2 separate regions of the Triticum aestivum genome follow, and region 1 is linked to region 2. Evidence: chromatin contacts called from public Hi-C data. All regions are on one chromosome and are shown on one strand. Each heading gives the region's core, a stretch centred on a gene start, on an enhancer-like site or on the middle of the called end of the contact. The rest is flanking DNA. Distances are from core to core; before and after follow the strand shown. Region 1 holds the start of LOC123134403 (myb-related protein 308). Region 2 holds the start of LOC123134392 (FT-interacting protein 3).

Region 1 (3,820 bases), core at 634-3,133, 270 kb before region 2:
CAAGTTGCGGAGCGCGCGTGGAGCTGACTTGAGGCCGCACGCGGACTTTTCCGTCCCGGCCCGCCGCCACTGCTTTCGCCCAAGATGCTCCCGGTCAGTCTCCACCCCTCTTCTCGTGCCGGGATCCCAACCGCTGACCCGCTTTACGCCGATCCTTTTCGCCCCGGTCGGGTTCAGTCCATCTACAACGCTTGCCAACGATGGCCCGTGCCCTGCCCCTGCCGAGAGCTCGCCCATGATATCTCAGCTAGCCTGCGCCTGCAAGAAAAACACGCGGTGTGGACTGTGGTGGAGCCTCCCTCCAACTTGACTCCCTTTTCGGCACGGGACACGACCGATTCTTGCCGATCCGCATCACTAGCACTAGCTCACTGTCGCTGACCGGGTACACTCGGACGAGTTCACTTGAACTCGGCGTGCTATTTTTCTTGTGCAGAACAGGTCGGCACCAACGTCTGCTCCATGCATGAATCACGGTACGTCGGGCCCGATTCAACGGGCTGGGGCCGGGGACGGGGGACCCGACCCGGTACGACCAAAAGTGGTTCCCAACGAAAAGGGAAGCTTGGCACGTTAGTTTTGACCCGGGTGGCGGACACCTTTACCGGATTCTTTATCCGATCCGAGCTAGCCCACCGAGGCTGGGCTGGGCTGCTACCAAACTCGACCTAAACTCGTAGCCAGAATACCAGATGCACGTCACCTAACCCAAGTCCTAAATTATTGCACCCTTCTAGAGGATTTCCTCCTCTAGGGTGTCGTGCACCTACTGCCCGTAAAGCTTGCATACGCACGTACCACGGTTGGTTGTTGCTGATTCCTTCCGCGTGCAGAAGCTTCTTCGATCGGTTCAAGCACTTTTCAAATCCATCTCACATAATTTTGCAAGAACCACCTACGTGGAATTCGGAAGATTCTTGTCTTGGCTTGAATTGACATTCTAGTAGTATTTCTTTGGGTGCGGCTAGAAACCAGCCAGCTAAAAAATTTGGTTTGAGGTCAGTCGATTATGTGAACCGTTGGATGCGAAATCAATGACCCACGGTCTTTCTTCAACCTTCCGACCCATCTTCTTTCTTGAGCCGTCAGCCACCACCGGCCTCACCGCCGGCCCCCGCTGCCTCGCCTTTTTCGGAACCAAGCCACACTGTCGGTCCTTCGCCGCCCTGGCCATCCCTCTATACCACACCCCCCCCCCCTGCGCTGAGCTTTTTCTCCGGCGAATCCCCACACCACCACCACCCTTGCCGAGAACCCAAAGATAGATACTCGGCTGATGACGGCGAGCCCCTTGCTTCTCTCCGGCGAGGCCCTCCCTTCTCATTCCTTCATTCAAAAATCGACTGGTGCCGAATCCGAAAATCACCTGACTGATGTGTGGCTAAAATGTATTTCTTTTGCATTTACGGATGTGTTTGTTGTGCTGTATACTCGTACTGTACCAGCTCTATATGAGTGTATGTATGCTACTGTTCGCCGGTCAATGGGTTCCGTATTTCTACCCATCTAACAGGGAGTACAATAGTACTCTACGGAGCACCAACTTCTACTAAACCTAGCTAGCTCTTAAAGGCGAACATCTTCCAACCGTACCCGCACCTTGCAGCGACGTGTGTGGATTGTGATTATTAAAAATGCCCAGCGAACTCTGCCTACCAAACTCAAACTGTAGCGGTACGTGCCAAGTACGAGAGGGGGGCTGGAACCAAAAACACGCGGGCTCCACCGCCGCAACCGCACCGCCTCCCTCCCTCCCGCAACCACCACCCAACCCAACCCACCCCACCACGCCCCCGTCAAACTCACTACATGCTGCCGAGTCAATGCGGACAGAGAAAAAGGCCAACCAACACACACACCACGCCATATATACCGCTCCGCCTCCGCTCTCCCGCCTCAGAAACAGGAGAGAGCTCGCTTCCTCCCTGCCCTGCCCTGCCCTGCTCTAGCACCGGCCTGAGCTCGCGCGTGGTGTTACTGCTGAGTTTGGCCGGAATGGGGCGGTCGCCGTGCTGCGAGAAGGAGCACACCAACAAGGGGGCCTGGACCAAGGAGGAGGACCAGCGGCTGGTCGCCTACATCAGGGCCAACGGCGAGGGCTGCTGGCGCTCGCTGCCCAAGGCGGCCGGCCTGCTCCGCTGCGGCAAGAGCTGCCGCCTGCGCTGGATGAACTACCTCCGTCCCGACCTCAAGCGCGGCAACTTCACCGACGACGAGGACGAGCTCATCATCCGCCTCCACAGCCTCCTCGGCAACAAGTAAGTCGCTCTACCCATCGGCCTCGTCGACGTGCCTTCTTCGTATACAGCAGTATGACTTCTTTGCTGACGACGGGAATGCTCGCTCGTGCAGGTGGTCTCTGATCGCCGGGCAGCTGCCGGGCAGGACGGACAACGAGATCAAGAACTACTGGAACACGCACATCAAGCGCAAGCTCCTGTCCCGCGGCATGGACCCCCACACGCACCGCCCGCTCACGGCCGTCGACGGCGGCGCGGCATCCCGCCCTGCACACATAGCAGTGCCGGCGAGGGCAGCGCCACCCACGATGTTCGCCCTGCCGACAAAGCAGCCGCCGGTCGTGGAGTCGTCGTCCGACGACGGCAGCAGCGGCGCGACGAGCACGGGGGAACCACGGTGCCCCGACCTAAACCTCGACCTGTCGGTGGGCCCGCCGGCGGCCGACACGCCGACCTCGCACCCGGTCTGCCTCTGCCGCCACCTCGGCTTCCGCGGCGGGGAGGCATGCAGCTGCCGTCAGGCCGACAGCCCGGGCTCCCAGGGGGGCGGGTTCAGATATTTCAGGCCGTTGGAGGAAGGCCAGTACATATGAGACGAGACGAGACGGCTAGGCCCTAGGCTCCACAGCAATTTGCAAGACGGTGAATTTTTCCACCTCCACAGCACCACCGTCTCACAAAACGGTGAAAAAAACGGTGAAAGAATATCTAATCTGTTCATAGTATTTCAACCATGAATATTTGTCCTCTCTGTCCCTAATTTTGTATCGTTGGTTGGTGCTGTGTTTGGTGGAAAAAACGAGGGGATAATGTGACAAAGGTTGGTGTGTGTTTTTTGCGGAAAAAAGGGAGGACCTGATGTGAGGTAGCGGACACATTATTGTTTCGGGCATCAGATTCCGGTGTTCCTTTCCTGTGCAGTTTCGGTCATGTGGATGGATGTTGCGCAAGGCAATCATGTGGTGTGTTTTTTGGGTAGGTATTTCGGCTTGTCTGTGTTTGCACTCCACGAATCCTTCAGTTAGCAGGGAGTTAGGCAGTGAAGAAACTCGTATGGCCAAACAATGCTATTCTATTCTCAAGTTTGGTGCCTTGGGGAATGCGGTTCTTCCAACCGTGAGAGATTTTATGCTTAAACTTTCATTTGGATTGGTTATAAAGAGGTGAAATGGAAGCATTTCGAAGAACTATTAGGGCATCTTTAAGGTGGACACACAAACCTCCCGCAACCGTACAGATCGAGCTATCCGAACCGTGAAAACCATTCAACACCGACCTGTATCGGTCTGCCAGGCGATCCAGACAAGATTTCTCCCGTAAATTAGAGACAAAGTGGGTGAGCTTTGCGAGAGTTCGGACAACCGAAACGTAGGAGCCGTTTGGATGGCGCCCGCAGTCGCCCTACCAACGCTTGGCGCGCCAACTATTTGGCGGGAGATTTCGCCGCCGGCGAATCGCCCTGCATGAAAAACTGGATGTGGTGACCAAAAATTTGGCTAGATCCGAAATTTGGGCAGCCACCAACGCTCGCCTGTGGCCTCAGTCAACGCCAAAATTTTGGCAGGGCTGTCGTTGGCTTC
Region 2 (3,756 bases), core at 667-3,166:
ACTGTAAGACGCCGGTCGCGGCGAAGACCACCGTCCGCCCTAGATCCAGAACGGAGTCGGAGAGGAAGGACGCATGGCTCAGACCGGCCTCGACCCGACGACCGCGTCCCTTGTTTTACCCGGGAGACCGGCGGTGGGGCGCTGGTCCCGCTCCCGCTCCCGTGGGTGGCGCCTTTGAACTGTTCCCGCCGCGCCTTCGCGCACGCCCACAGCACAGCAGCGCCCGTTCCCCGGCCCATGCGAGCTCGACCGGTGAGGAGGAGGTCACTCCATCTCCATGTGCGCCCCTGCCCGAGATCGCCGAGATGTTCGCGCTGGTCTATGCTCAATGACTCAGCGCTCTCCTGGCCCTGGCCCTGGGCCTGAGGCCACCAACTTCGCTGGACCCGCCGGGCACCCGTGTCCTGCTCGGCGTACGTTTCCCCTTGGCAATGCGATGCCAGTAGTACAGTGCGGTGCACGATACCTCACCCCCAGCGTGGACGACGCATGCATATTCTACCGTTCGCCGTGCTGCCAGCCAGAGCCAGGAACAAGAGCGGTAGGTGAGCGGCTTCCTCCGTCGCACTCATGCATGGTCCATGTCACCTATCCTAGCTTGTCAATCACCTGTCGTGCCTAATCAATCTACCAAAAACGCTCAAAAGGGAGGAGGCACTTGAAAGTGACGCGAGCTATGCCTATGTGCGCCATTGTGCGATGTACTCTACTCGCCAGCGTAAAATTCTCACTCCGAAACTGGGCGGCCGCGACACGGCTGACTCACCAGAGTTTGGAGCTATTCCCCTAGGGAGAAGCCTTCTCGCCGACTTTCGCGACAGGAGCGGTCGCCTTTGTTTATCATTCGGAAAAAGAGAGAGACGCTTTCGGAAAAGCGAAGCTAGTATGAAATGTCTATAGCAGTACTAGCCCGTCGCACGCGTAAAAGCGAGCGAGCGCGAAATTTATTCGAGATTTCGCAGCATTGTCTGGCACAGTTGCTGCCTGCTCGACGTGCAGCAACAGTGTGCGTGGCTGCACATGGAAATTTACCAGATGCAGTGCACGGATGTCCGGAAAAAAGATAGAAGTACGTAGCGAATATACTAGTGAGGAAAAAAAAAGAGAAAGATACTACGCAGTAGTGAGGAAAGTGGAATTTTATATGGGATGTTTGAAAACGGAGAGGAAGCGAGGCAACGGCTCACGTCCGGATTGCACGGACGAAGGCGTGAAGCCATCAACAAACAGCGATTTCGGGGAAATGACAGGGACCGACCGACCGAGCTCAACGTCCGTCCGCGCCATGCCAACAACCCCGTATCTCAGGCTTTGCTGCGACGCACGAGATCGTCTGCGGCGACCATCTCCGTTGCTTCAAATTCAAAAGCACCTGACGGCCTGAATCTGTCAAACATACCACTCCAATGTTACTCTGAACATCGGATCGCGAAACGGCCCACGTGACCGTCCCTGGGGTTCGCATGAAACATGATTCGTGGCACGAAAGTTTCGCTGCAGGATGGGCCAGAATTCTCTCAATCATCTTTGGGCGGGGCCCATGCGAGCACGTAAATGGCTAGCAAGAAAGTGAAACAAACAAACAGCGTTGCGGGGGCCAGCGGAGACCCAGTCCCAGTGGGGGCGCACCGGTGGATCTCGCTCGCAGAGGATCCGACGCACCGGCCCGTCGAGCTGTCCAGCACATCCATCCCTCCCGGGTGGAGCCCCACGTTTCGCCGCCCGCCTCGCAACAGGCCGCGCCTCCCACTACGCCAGCGCCTTCCCACGCCGTGCGGGGTGTCTCCAACGTCACTGACACGGCGGCCACGGGCTGCGCTGACCTACACGTCGGTCACGTATCGTGCTCTATCGTCTGGGCGTCTAGTCCTTGCGCTTTATCTACCCCTTTTTGTTAGATACGGATATACGAGGGACACCCGATGCGGATCTGACGGCCGGGATTCGTTTCGAGGTGCTACAGATCCCTCTACCGTACCCTGCGCACGCACGCTCCCCTCCATTGCGCTCCCACGGCACCACCCCACCACCAACTGCTCGACGGAATGCCACACTAGCCCCCACTCCACTCCCCCCCCCTCCCTTCCCCACGCCGCCGCCGCCACCGCAGAGCGACGGTGCGACCCCGCCGATATGAAGGGAGCAATGCAGCCGCGGCCGTTCATGATGCACGGGCCGGGGGGCCCGATGGCGCCGCCGCCGCAGCAGTTCGGGCTGACGGAGACGCGCCCGCCGTTGGCCGCCATGCTGCGGCCCCGCTTCAACATCCCGGGCCTCAACCCCTCCGCCGCCGCCGCCAACGCCGCGGGCAAGATCTCCTCCACCTACGACCTCGTCGAGCCGATGCGCTTCCTCTACGTGCACGTCGTCAAGGCGCGGGACCTCCCCGCCGTCTCCCCCACCGGCTCCATCGACCCCTTCGTCGAGGTCAAGCTCGGCAACTTCAAGGGCACCACCGCCGTCCTCGCCGGCCACCATAGCCCTTCCTGGCACCAGGTCTTCGCCTTCTCCGCCACGCACCTCCAGTCGCATCTGCTCGAGGTCGCCGTCAAGGCCAAGGATCTCGCCGGCGGCGACGACATGGTCGGCCGCATAGGGTTCGATCTCTCCGAGGTCCCGGTCCGCGTGCCGCCGGACTCCCCGCTGGCGCCCCAGTGGTACAGGCTCGACGGCAAGCGTGGGGAGAAGCTCCACCGCGGCGAGATCATGCTGTCGGTGTGGCTCGGGACCCAGGCCGATGAGGCGTTTCCGGAGGCTTGGCATTCCGATGCGCATGGGGCGGCTGGTCCGTCGGCCGTCGCCTCCACGCGCGCCAAGGTATACTTCTCGCCCAAGCTCGTGTACCTCCGCGTCGCCGCCATCGGGGCGCAGGACCTCGTGCCCCACGACACGTCGCGCCCCATGAACGCCTCCGTCAAGCTGCAGCTCGCCGGGCAGGTGCGGCGCACGCGCCCGGGCGGGCCGCCGGGGACGCCCAACCCGATGTGGAACGAGGAGTTCATGTTTGTCGCGTCGGAGCCCTTCGACGAGCCCTTGCTCGTCACCGTGGAGGACCGCGTCGGGCCGGGCCGCGACGAGCCGCTCGGGCGCATTATGCTGCCCCTCAACGCCGCAATGCCGCGCCATGACCACTTCGGCAAGCCCGTGGAGCCGCGCTGGTACAGCCTTGCGCGCCCCAGCGACGACGGCGAGAAGAAGGAGGGCAAGTTCGCGAGCAAGATACAGCTTCGGATGTCGCTGGACTTTGGGTACCATGTTCTTGACGAGTCGACTTACTACAGCAGTGATCTCCAGCCATCATCAAAGCACACCCGGAAGCCGAGCATTGGGATCCTTGAGGTGGGGGTTCTAGGTGCACGCAACTTGATTCCCATGAAGGCCAAGGATGGTCGCAGCACCGACGCTTACTGTGTTGCCAAGTATGGTCCGAAATGGGTGCGCACAAGAACCATCATGAACACCCTGAATCCCCAGTGGAATGAGCAGTATACCTGGGAGGTGTTTGATCCTTGCACCGTGATCACGGTGGTGGTGTTTGACAATAGCCAGATTGGGAGCAAGAATGGTGATGCCCGGGATGAAAGCATTGGCAAGGTCAGAATCCGTCTCTCGACACTGGAGACTGACCGGGTGTACACCCATTTCTATCCTTTGCTGGCTCTTAAGCCAAGTGGCCTCAAGAAGACCGGTGAGCTGCATTTGGCTGTGCGGTTTACATGCACGGCATGGGTTAACATGATGGCAATGTATGGCCGT

The links. A called contact is a pair of places that touch in the nucleus more often than the background predicts.
Region 1: a Hi-C map of leaf shows a contact between it and region 2, with 3 times the contacts expected there. The contact joins the promoter of LOC123134403 here to the promoter of LOC123134392 in region 2. A contact is called at or near these places in 2 of 5 Hi-C or Micro-C datasets (leaf and root) and 1 of 1 datasets of contacts at active chromatin or transcription factors (leaf).

What each region holds. Positions count from the first base shown.
Region 1 is chr1B:494,087,424-494,091,243 of IWGSC CS RefSeq v2.1, reverse strand. LOC123134403 (myb-related protein 308) reads left to right here and starts at 1,883. Exons shown (of 2, transcript XM_044553665.1): 1 at 1,883-2,258; 2 at 2,353-3,135. The coding sequence starts at 1,996. The coding sequence ends at 2,833.
Region 2 is chr1B:493,821,238-493,824,993 of IWGSC CS RefSeq v2.1, reverse strand. It overlaps LOC123134392 (FT-interacting protein 3), which reads left to right and starts at 1,916. Exons shown (of 1, transcript XM_044553656.1): 1 at 1,916-3,756. The coding sequence starts at 2,134.